Regions from separate parts of the Mus musculus genome. Here region 2 is linked to region 1. Evidence: chromatin contacts called from public Hi-C data. All regions are on one chromosome and are shown on one strand. Each heading gives the region's core, a stretch centred on a gene start, on an enhancer-like site or on the middle of the called end of the contact. The rest is flanking DNA. Distances are from core to core; before and after follow the strand shown. Region 1 overlaps Plcb1 (phospholipase C, beta 1). Region 2 holds the start of Plcb4 (phospholipase C, beta 4).

Region 1 (4,789 bases), core at 794-3,293:
ATAACATAAAACATGAGAGTGTGACTCTGTGCCCGTTTTCTTCTCTGTCATAGTGGAACATGGAATTGGTGAAATACAGATCTTCTCACTGATGGGCAAGGCTGCTTTTTCAGAGAATATGTTTTATAAATACAAATCCTTCTTCATTTGTATCAACCATGCATTCACTGATCCTCTACTCCTATGAAATCAATAATAGGAGAGAGTGAACCATAACAGGACACGGCATTTCCAAATGATTATTATCTACCACATGCAAACACTTTCAGGGCTTCTGAACTGAGCTTATTGCTTCTGGGAATAAAAGAGAATTTGCCATTTTAACATCTTGATTTTTAAGTGATACTCAAAAAATAATTTGGCTTACAGGAAACAGTTAAAAATATTACAGACTCTGTGATGCAAACTCTCCTTTCCCGCTAAAGTCAGCAAGAACACAGTAAGCTTTCAAAACAAGTTAGTCTTCTGTAAGCTTGGCCTGCCTTGCACCAGGGTCTATTGATTGTCCTAGATTTGCACCCAGGGTCCCACAGTGAGAGCACTTGCTCATCATGTCTCCACGATCACCTTCCTTCTGTAACAGCTCCCAACTCTCTCTTGTTTCTCATACCCCTGATATTTTATTATTTTTCAAAATGTCCCTTGCTTCCTTTGAGCTGCCTCAATGTTTTCTTGTCATTAATCTGGGCTTCTGTTTTGATGCTGTGCCCTTCTTAATGCATCTTGGTGGGGACAGGTAATGTTGCCATGTCCCAACCCTAGGTCAAAATGGCTTCCCTCTGAAAGTTTTGCTTCCCACTCCTCTGTGTAGAAGCATTTTGAGGGTGTGTAATACCTGTTACACCTCACACTTGGCACAGTGATCATGAAGTTGATTGGTCTTTGGTCAGCATTCACTCTTTAATCATGTCATTCCTGATCTTGCCAGAAGGTGGCAGTAGTATTGCTGAGATTGAATTTCTTGTTTTGGTTCAAGTAGAGGGATGTCTCCCTATCTATGGAGAATGCCCGTAGTTACTCATCAGCATAGCATTGAATCCAAGTTACAAACTAAAGAGGTTTTACTGTAATTATGTTGTAAACAACTTTCTACAACTTTTTAGCCATCTCTCTAAAGAGACTTAGAATTTGGGGGCACAGGGGCAGGACCCCCCCAGTCCTGGAGATGAAACCCAGATGGCCAAGTGCTCTTCTACCCCGGGGCTGCACCTCCATCCACAAACATGCTTGGAAAATGAGATAGAAATTTGGAAGATAAAGAAGGCCATCTCTTTGATCTTTTTGGTTGCAGGGTCTGTGAAGGCACCTGCCAAAACAGAAGATCTGATCCAGAGCGTGTTAACAGGTGAGCATAAACCATTTTTCCTCATGGAATTTGCCACATGAACATTGCACAGTAAGTGTACAGAGGGGAGAAGAAACCCGGCCTTGGATTACACCTAGTCAGGGACAGTTTCCAGAAGATGTCACGGCTCCTGGCAGTCCTCTGCCTTTTCCCTGGTGTTTACCATGACTGAAACGTGTCAGCTTTGCAAGAATGTGCAGGGCTGCAGATTGGGGATATGTAAACTTTATCCACACAGCTATATTTCACCAAAAATACATAAATCATTCCTAGAAATTATGAAGAACTTACAAGGCAACAAAGCACGTTTTTAAAGGGCTTCCATGGGAAGCAATACAATGCTGATGAAGAAAACAAGATACTGAAATGTTATCTAAAAATCTGCAAGTGTATACACACAGGGTCTGCACCGCACCCTATCTGTGGCTATCTCTGAACAGTTCACCCATTAGTGATATGTGTCTTTATGCAGATGAGCATTACTTTTTACATTTGGGGATATTCCCAAGGGATAGTCTTTTACCCGGAGGCTTTTTCAAAGACAGGTTAGACTGTCTTTTTCTTAGAGGGTTGGAGCACGGGGAGTTCTGTTTCTAGACTGTTTGTGGCTCATGTTCTAGGTTCTCATGAGGTGGAATCGGCTACCAGAAAATGCAGAAGTTTCTCAGGATTATAAATTCTTAATGCAGCCATTATTACGCAACTGTCTGAAGTCAGTTTGAACCTGAGGGAAACTGTTAAATAAATGTATCTAGTTCTCTCCACAACTTCTTCCTTCAATAAGAAGAAAAAGTAGTTGTCAGGACAGACACACAGTAAGAGAAGGAAGCACTGTTTAAAGGCCTTGGTGTTTAGCAACAGAAATTACCATTCCAGCTTCCCTGTTTATGCACAGCCCGTTTCTATCCAGGTTTGCTATGGTTTCTGATATATATTATTTCTGAACCTCTTGACAGTTCCAAATATTTATGGTATCTTTTGTGGTGTTGTTCCTAAAACAGAAAGTTCAAATCAAGAAATGGAAACATGTGAACTCTGACTTAGCTGGGTCCAAATAAATGATAATTCATTGAAGTTGAGACACCATACATTGAAAGGCTCCCCAAAACCCCATTCTTGTAATTCTAGAGAAAGCAATAGAGAAGCTAGTGTGGGATCTTGACTTCAGAAGTGAGAACTCATTTTACAAATGCTTATTATAGAAGTGATGGAGTGTGCCTATGTAGTGATTTAAGATCAGACTTTGTCACATTGACCATTTTTTTCCTCAACATTGGATAAAACACTACAGTCATACAGGTGGCCCTAGCCCTGCTGGAGCCTTTGTGAAAGTTAGATTAAAGGACACTTTCTTGGCACACCTGACTGTCATATCCCCTGATATGTAGGGAGAAACCTACGGTGTGTCCCTTGTCAGTGCATCCCCTGAATGACGCTGAACCTGTGTGATCATTTGCTAAGTCGCTTTAGCAGTGGCTGTCAACTCGTGGGTCATGACTCCTCCAGCAAACCTCCATTTCTAGAAATATTTACATTATGATTCATGACAGTAGCAGAATTATAGTTATGAAGTAGCAGCAAAAAACAATTTATGGTTGGGGATTACCACAACATGAAAAATTAAAGGTCCACATCATTAGGAAGGTTGAGAACCACTGATCTAAGGCATGGTACCAAAAACAACAAAACACTTTCCATGATTTTTATTTTATTTAACCATCAGACCAGCCTTTAGTAGAAATGCCATCATCCCTAAGAAGGATGAAGTTGGGGCCTGCTCCATTTTCCTCTGATGTGATATGTTCTGTTCCCGGGCATAGTGAGGCTAGGTTATTAACTCTGCTTCTCTGCAGAATTTTCCTCTATATAAAGGGAAATCTTCTTTTGATCATCCCAAATTCACAAGAAGCTGGCCTTCATGGGGAGACCAGACCCGGTGTGCCATGCACACCTTGGGTTCTCGTAGGATTGTTCAGAAGTCATACTGAAATTGATGTGCGTGCTTTTGCTTGGTTGTTTCCACTGCTGATCTACTTTCCCTCTCCTCAGCTCACAAGGAGCCACAGGCACACAAATCCCCATTCTAGACTCTCCTTCTGGGAAAACCAAACTTAAAGCCCCAAAGAAGGAACTCGCTCTCTGCAATGTTTTGTTAGCACAGTCGTTAGCTAGTGGCCAGAGCAGTTTACTGACAGTTCTGACATCTAGGCTGTGCTCTTCAGCCACTCTTGGAAGGAATAAGCTGTTCCTCTCTGAACAGGATGCCACTGTCCCTACCCCTGGACTCTCAGCCACTCTGTCACTCAGCTCCTAACGCTCCTCTGTTGCAGAAGTAGAGGCGCAAACCATCGAAGAGCTCAAGCAACAGAAATCGTTCGTGAAACTTCAAAAGAAACACTACAAAGAAATGAAAGACCTGGTGAAGAGACACCACAAGAAAACCACGGAGCTCATTAAGGAGCACACGACCAAGTACAACGAGATTCAGAATGACTACCTGAGAAGGAGGGCAGCCTTGGAGAAGTCCGCCAAAAAGGACAGCAAGAAGAAGTGAGTCCATAAAGAGATGCTGCCCTGGCGGGGGGTTGATGGTTTATATGCTGTGATGCCACAGGGAGCAAAGTCACTCCACAGGCTCCACCCTGCCCTTCTTGAGTATTTTCAGTTCACAGTTGCTTATAAGCTAAATTTAGTTCCCTCCTTCCTACCTTCCCTCTCTTCTCCCCTCCCCGCTTTCCAGGCTAGTCTTGGCTGGCTGAATTCCTGTGACCCTTCTTTCTCTGGTCTTGGCATAGCTAGTACTTTGGGTATGGATTTCTTCATTTGAACAAATTCTGGGGTAGATATACAATTATGCTTCCAGAGCACTAGCTCTTGGCTCAGATATCGGGTCCCTGATGCCCCCACCCCTACCCCACACCATCCCCACACACCATAGCAGCTGCCAAAGTGTGGGTATGGAGTTCTTATGTACCTAGAATCGAGTTGAACAGACTGTTTACCATGAGGAAGGAGAAGCTTCAACTTTCTTTTGATGCCTGAAACCCGTAATGGCCTGACAGATATCCTGGGGTCTGGGGCTCTCACAGTACATCTCTCATATACTCAAAGCACTCAGAATGTGGCAGAGAGAAGCAAGTCTAGCATAGCTATTGAGTAATATTATTATTTTGTTTCTTGTGCCCTGTGGATAATTCAATGATTGTATACAATTTTACCCTTAAACAGCAAATATGCAGTCACGTTTGCTAGTTAGTTTTATCTCAGCTTATAAAAACTAGAAAAATCTCAATGTACCCATCAAACTGCCCCAGGAAGTGTTTGGTGCATTTTCATAATTAATGTTTGACATGGGAAGGCTATTTTACTGTCAGTAGTGCTGAGTTAATGGCCCCAGGGTCTATAAGGAAGAAGGCTGAGGAAGCCATGAGGAACAAGTCAATA
Region 2 (4,789 bases), core at 1,106-3,605, 300 kb after region 1:
ACTACCGTGAGCTTTTTTTCCCCCCCATACGTAAAATGAAATGTTTAATCTATAAAACTCGGAGTGAACTCTACGGTAGAAGTCTAGATTTACAGAAGTTTGTTTATGTGTTGGACCTCTTTGAAATGGCCATTCTGTTTTTCATAAACTACTATAAAAAGCGCAGTGTATGAAGTACTATCTTAAGTTGGGACTGGCGTTTCTTGCTGCTGGAGTTAGCAGCTTGCTGTATGAAACCCATGCAGAAGCATCTTGTGTGTGTGGCTGCAGCGAAGAACTGCTCGGCTGATACCAGTCCCAGGAGCGCATCCAGAGAAAGGTGAGCACTCAGTAATTGTTTCAGGCTATGGTGTGTTGGTGGTTTTGTTAGCCATCAAAGACCAACTAATTAACTATATTTGAGTATATTATGTACTAAGTTCTACTGCTAAGAACTGTCAGTCACATAAGTGATAGCTTCTAGCTCCCCTTTCTGGGGATAATATTTGAGGCACATAAGACATACAAGAGAAGGCCTGAAGGACTGGTTTGAGTTTAGCTATACTATTTATTGGCTGCTCAACCTGGGGCAAATTCCTTACCCTTTCTGAGCCACAGCTTTCTCACATGCAGGGAAAGCAGGCCTAAAATACTACCCCAAGCCCTCAGCTTACAAGCAGCAATATCAGAATGAGTTGTTAGAGATGGAGAACATATGATTTTACTTCTGTCTTGTCTAATGAAAATCTGCATTTTAAAAAGCCTTTCAGGCAGTTCATGTGCCCGGTTTGCGGCACTCTCAAAAGCAGTCTTAACACACTGGCATGAAGACCCTGACCAGTGCAGTATCAGCTTTCTCTGGCATCTTTATTCTCTTTTTAACCTTGGTGGAAAAGCTGATCTGGCTTAGTGAATGTTTCTGTAGGTTTTGTCACAGACAGGCAGGCAGACACTGCAGAAAAACCTTTTTCAAGGCTAACTTAAATCTGAAGCTTTGTGTTTGGCTAGAGAGTGGTCAGTAGCTCTCAGTCCATCTCCCTTAAATTGGTAAATTATTTTTTTCTTTCTCGTTTTGAGACAGGGTTCAGGTTGGTCTTGAACCGACTGTATAGTTTAGGCTGCTCTGTAAACTAACTGGGATTACAGGCATGTACCATCACACATCACACTAGTTGATCAACTTTTGGTGGTTATTTTCTTTCTATCCATGCTGAAACGGCCAGAATGAACGAAGGGTGCGACACTTTGGGGTTTTCAACTGCTGTATCCACGGTGCCTGGACTGTTCCTTTGTGCCTACACTTCTGCCCTCTTCTCCATTTTTTTTTTAAGCTAACCTCTAAACCGACCCCTTTCCTCTTGACCCGCCAGCCCAGTTCAGGCAGCTGAGCATGCCCAGTTCAGCCGCCAGCATGGGCCCCAGTCCCCAGTGCGCAGGTGCCACGTCTCCGGGTTTTGGTGGCCGCCGCCAGGCAGGAGAGGGAGGAAGCCGAGTGGCCTCGGTAGGAGGAAGCCCTCGGGGAGTTCCGGAGCGGCTCCAGTGTAGGGTCTCCACAAAGGGTGACGCTGGATGCACATGGCCAGGCCGCCTCAGCAGGACTTCGGGCACCCGGGTGTCGGTTCAAAGGACAAGGAGAGCTGGCCACAGCGATCCCCAGCATCCCTGGAACCGAAGTCTGGGGGGGGGGGGTGGAGTGGGGTGCACGTCTCAGGATCACTTGGGGGAAGACTTTGGAAATCACTTTCTGGCTCAGTGTGAGCCCGTTGTAGTACTTCCTCCGGCAGATTGTTTTTCGGGCTGAATGAATAAAATCCCTGTCTCACAGTGCCTGCTGCAGTGTACAAGCTCTCCGTGTTTGTTCAATGTAACATAGACGAAAGCGCAGTTCCCGCTCCCCGCTCCCGGTTCTGGCTGGCTCGCACCCCCTCCTCCCGGGCCGGGCACCCGCTGAGTCCGTGGCCAGCGGCGCGTGGTGTCCCGCTGCTGGCTCAGCTCAGTCCCCACGGGCGCGCGCCCAGACCCTGCACCGGGAAGGCGGCGGCGGCGACCCCGGGACAGCCAACCCCCACCCCGGCCGGCCCGCGCGGCCCCGGTCCACCCCCAGCCCCGCCGGGCGCCGCACTGGGCATGCTCCGTAGCCCGGCAGGTTGGGGCTGCGAGGCGACGGCTTGGGCTCCAGAGGCAGCGTCGCGGCCGGGAGTAGGGGCGGCGGGCCCGGGGCCGCACGGGGCCCGGCTCGGCGGGAGCGGCGGGCGGGCGGCGCCCTGGGCAGCGGGCGGCCGAGGTGAGCGCAGCGGGGAGGCGCTGGCCGGTGGGGGGCGGAGGCGGCGGAGGGCGGGGCGGCGCCGGAGGGGCTCGGCGGCCGCGGCGGCGGGGAGGGGGTGGCGGCGCGCGAGCGGCTCAGGAGCCGCGCCGCAAACAGGCTCTCACACGCGCGCACACACACACACACACACACACACACACACACAGACACTCACACGCGCGCGCGCGAACACAGCGGGGCTCCCGGAGGCGGCGGTGGCCGCATCCCCGGCAGCGACTCGCCTGGAAGTGACAGGTAGGAGAAGGCGCTTTGGGTCCCGCCCGGGGATGCTCCCGCCGCTCCCAGCCCGCCGGGCTACTCGGCTTCCCGCGGGTGCGTCCCGGACGCGCGCGCGCGCCCCCGGTTGCCCTGCCGGGGACCCGGTGCAGGTGCGGGGTGCGAGGCGTCCTGCGCGGGAGGCAGGGGACCCCGCCGCCACCCGCCTCTCCGGCAATCATCTGCTACTGGGTTTCCTCTGCCTACCCGGACGTTCACCCTCTTCTGCGCTAGAAATAGCTCGGCTCGACGTGTATATGATTATTTTGGTTGGAAATAGTTGGCACTGTGCAACGCATGTAAATGTGTGTGCGTGTGCATCTTCAGCGTCTTCTGGGGACAGCTTACGAATGATAGACCGTTTCCAGTTGACACTGACAGGCTAAGCGCTCCTTCAGGACAGTATCTGGGCCTCCTAAAAGCATGTAAAAGAACATTGCTTTATTTTCAGAAGTTTAAAGTTGTTTTTTCTTAGTCAATTAGAAATTGTCTATATTGTACAATTTTTGAGTTTAGACTCAGTAAACTACTGAATCTAAGTGTGAAAACACAGAATTTTCCAATTGAACAACTCTAGAGTTATAAAGCCAGCATTTCTAGAAAGGCAAATGTCTTATATTCCACAAATATGCATGCATTTGAGATATGACTTTAAAAAAATAACCCTAAACTTCTATAGTGCTTCTTCCTATTTCTCTAAAGCAAGGGGCTTGAGATTTAATTTGGGGCAAAACATTCATGGACAGTCGCCATCTTTTGAAGTAGAAGTGGGATGCATAGTGGTCCATAAATTTAAATTATCCATTGGTGGAGATAATGTGTTGAATAAACATGGCTAGCAGTAAAGTCCATGCACAGGCAGGTGTATAATGCTTTGAAAAAAATTGAATTTCTCTTTTAAGGAAAAATCAGACCATAAAATAAAGATGACCAGGAAGAGCAACCAGTGACTTTTTACCTGGGTGGACTCCCAGGATCTCAGAAAGTGAAGAACTACTCTTTAGGGTAGGAAGATGTGTGTGTGTGTGTGTGTGTGTGTGTAAAATTTCAACTTAATCCTTTTAGTATTTTTAAGACTGATGTTTTTAAAGATGTGTTTGAACTGAGAACCGAATATTTTGAACCCTTCAAACTTTAATATCCTAAGTTGCAGAGTGATACAGAGGATGAGAAATTCCTCTCACTAGGATTTTGTGGTGTAATCCCTGACTGACTGTGTTATGTAATCTCGAATTTTTCCCCCACAGAACAGTCTTGCATAGTTTTCAACTGGTGTATTGATCTATTATATCATCTATTTTTTTTTTTTACACTGTAGACATTTAATACATGACTGGTGTCTTGGGGAGAACCTCGTGTAAGAAAAAATTACTTTTAAAATGGAATTTCACTTTCTGAGCGTTTTTATGTTGGTGAAACTGGTTTGACAGAAGGAGTGCATCTTCACATGTAACAGTGTGCTGCAGAGGGCTGAGTGTTGGCCTCCCAAGTGTGCTCTGCTCCCCTGCCCCCTCCCCGCTTTTATTACTCAGCCATCAGAACTTAGTTTTGATTTAGCTTTGATGATATCACTACCAGCTCTGAATTAATCGCTGTGGAAATGCTGTTTTACAAGTAACTGTCAAAACAGAATTTCAAAAGACTCCATTTGATCACAGAGAGCACATTTACATCTGTTGGAATAATTCTACTTTTACTTTACAAATGCACACCCACGCAGGAGGGCTTTGTGCTGAAATATTCTCTTTTCCGAGCTTTATATTTGTATCTTTTAAAATGTGAATGATGTTAAAACTTACATGCCTCGGAATCCAGGCTTCGTGCTTACTTTCATAGCTGATAGGGAAATATGGGAATTAAAAAAAAAAAAGAAAGGAAAAACCCTTAAAGCTTTCAAAAGAGCTTTTTAAGAAGTGGAGTTTAAAGGTTTGTATCACCCTTGAAACCTTTCATCCCATCCCCAATAGAGACCAATGGGTGCTGGTGCTGCTAATATATTTGTTTATCCTCTTTCCAAGAATCTAGCTGCTTGTAAATCAATTTATACTGCTGATTTTGTACAACATGGTACATCATTGGCAGCCCTAGTGAACGTGCTATTTTCTTAGGCTACTACTAATTTGTTTTCGATTTTGGTTCACTGGGAATTGAATGACTAAATGATTGCCTTGCGTTCCTGCCTACCTGCCCTTCATATGAAATCGGGTTTATACACGATTGTGATGTTGT

The links. A called contact is a pair of places that touch in the nucleus more often than the background predicts.
Region 2: a Hi-C map of granulocyte-monocyte progenitors shows a contact between it and region 1, with 2.5 times the contacts expected there. The contact joins the promoter of Plcb4 here to the enhancer-like site in region 1. A contact is called at or near these places in 5 of 39 promoter capture datasets (the 3T3-L1 cell line, cranial neural crest, frontonasal cranial neural crest and 1 more), 10 of 484 Hi-C or Micro-C datasets (Sertoli cells, adipose-derived mesenchymal stem cells, embryonic fibroblasts and 6 more), 5 of 115 datasets of contacts at active chromatin or transcription factors (astrocytes, embryonic basal ganglia, forebrain and 2 more) and 2 of 9 other capture datasets (embryonic stem cells and pancreatic islet).

The regions. Positions count from the first base shown.
Region 1 is chr2:135,361,093-135,365,881 of GRCm38.p6, forward strand. Plcb1 (phospholipase C, beta 1) reads left to right here. Exons shown (of 32, transcript NM_001145830.1): 25 at 1,292-1,345; 26 at 3,676-3,895. Among named protein-coding and RNA genes, the nearest start is that of 4930545L23Rik, 150 kb to the left of the region's middle. Within about 2 kb of position 2,044, at least 2 of the 459 cell types and tissues checked have an H3K27ac peak or open chromatin away from gene starts, as enhancers often do. A contact at or near this core is called in granulocyte-monocyte progenitors, where this site is marked.
Region 2 is chr2:135,657,192-135,661,980 of GRCm38.p6, forward strand. It overlaps Plcb4 (phospholipase C, beta 4), which reads left to right and starts at 2,356. Exons shown (of 39, transcript NM_001355153.1): 1 at 2,356-2,539.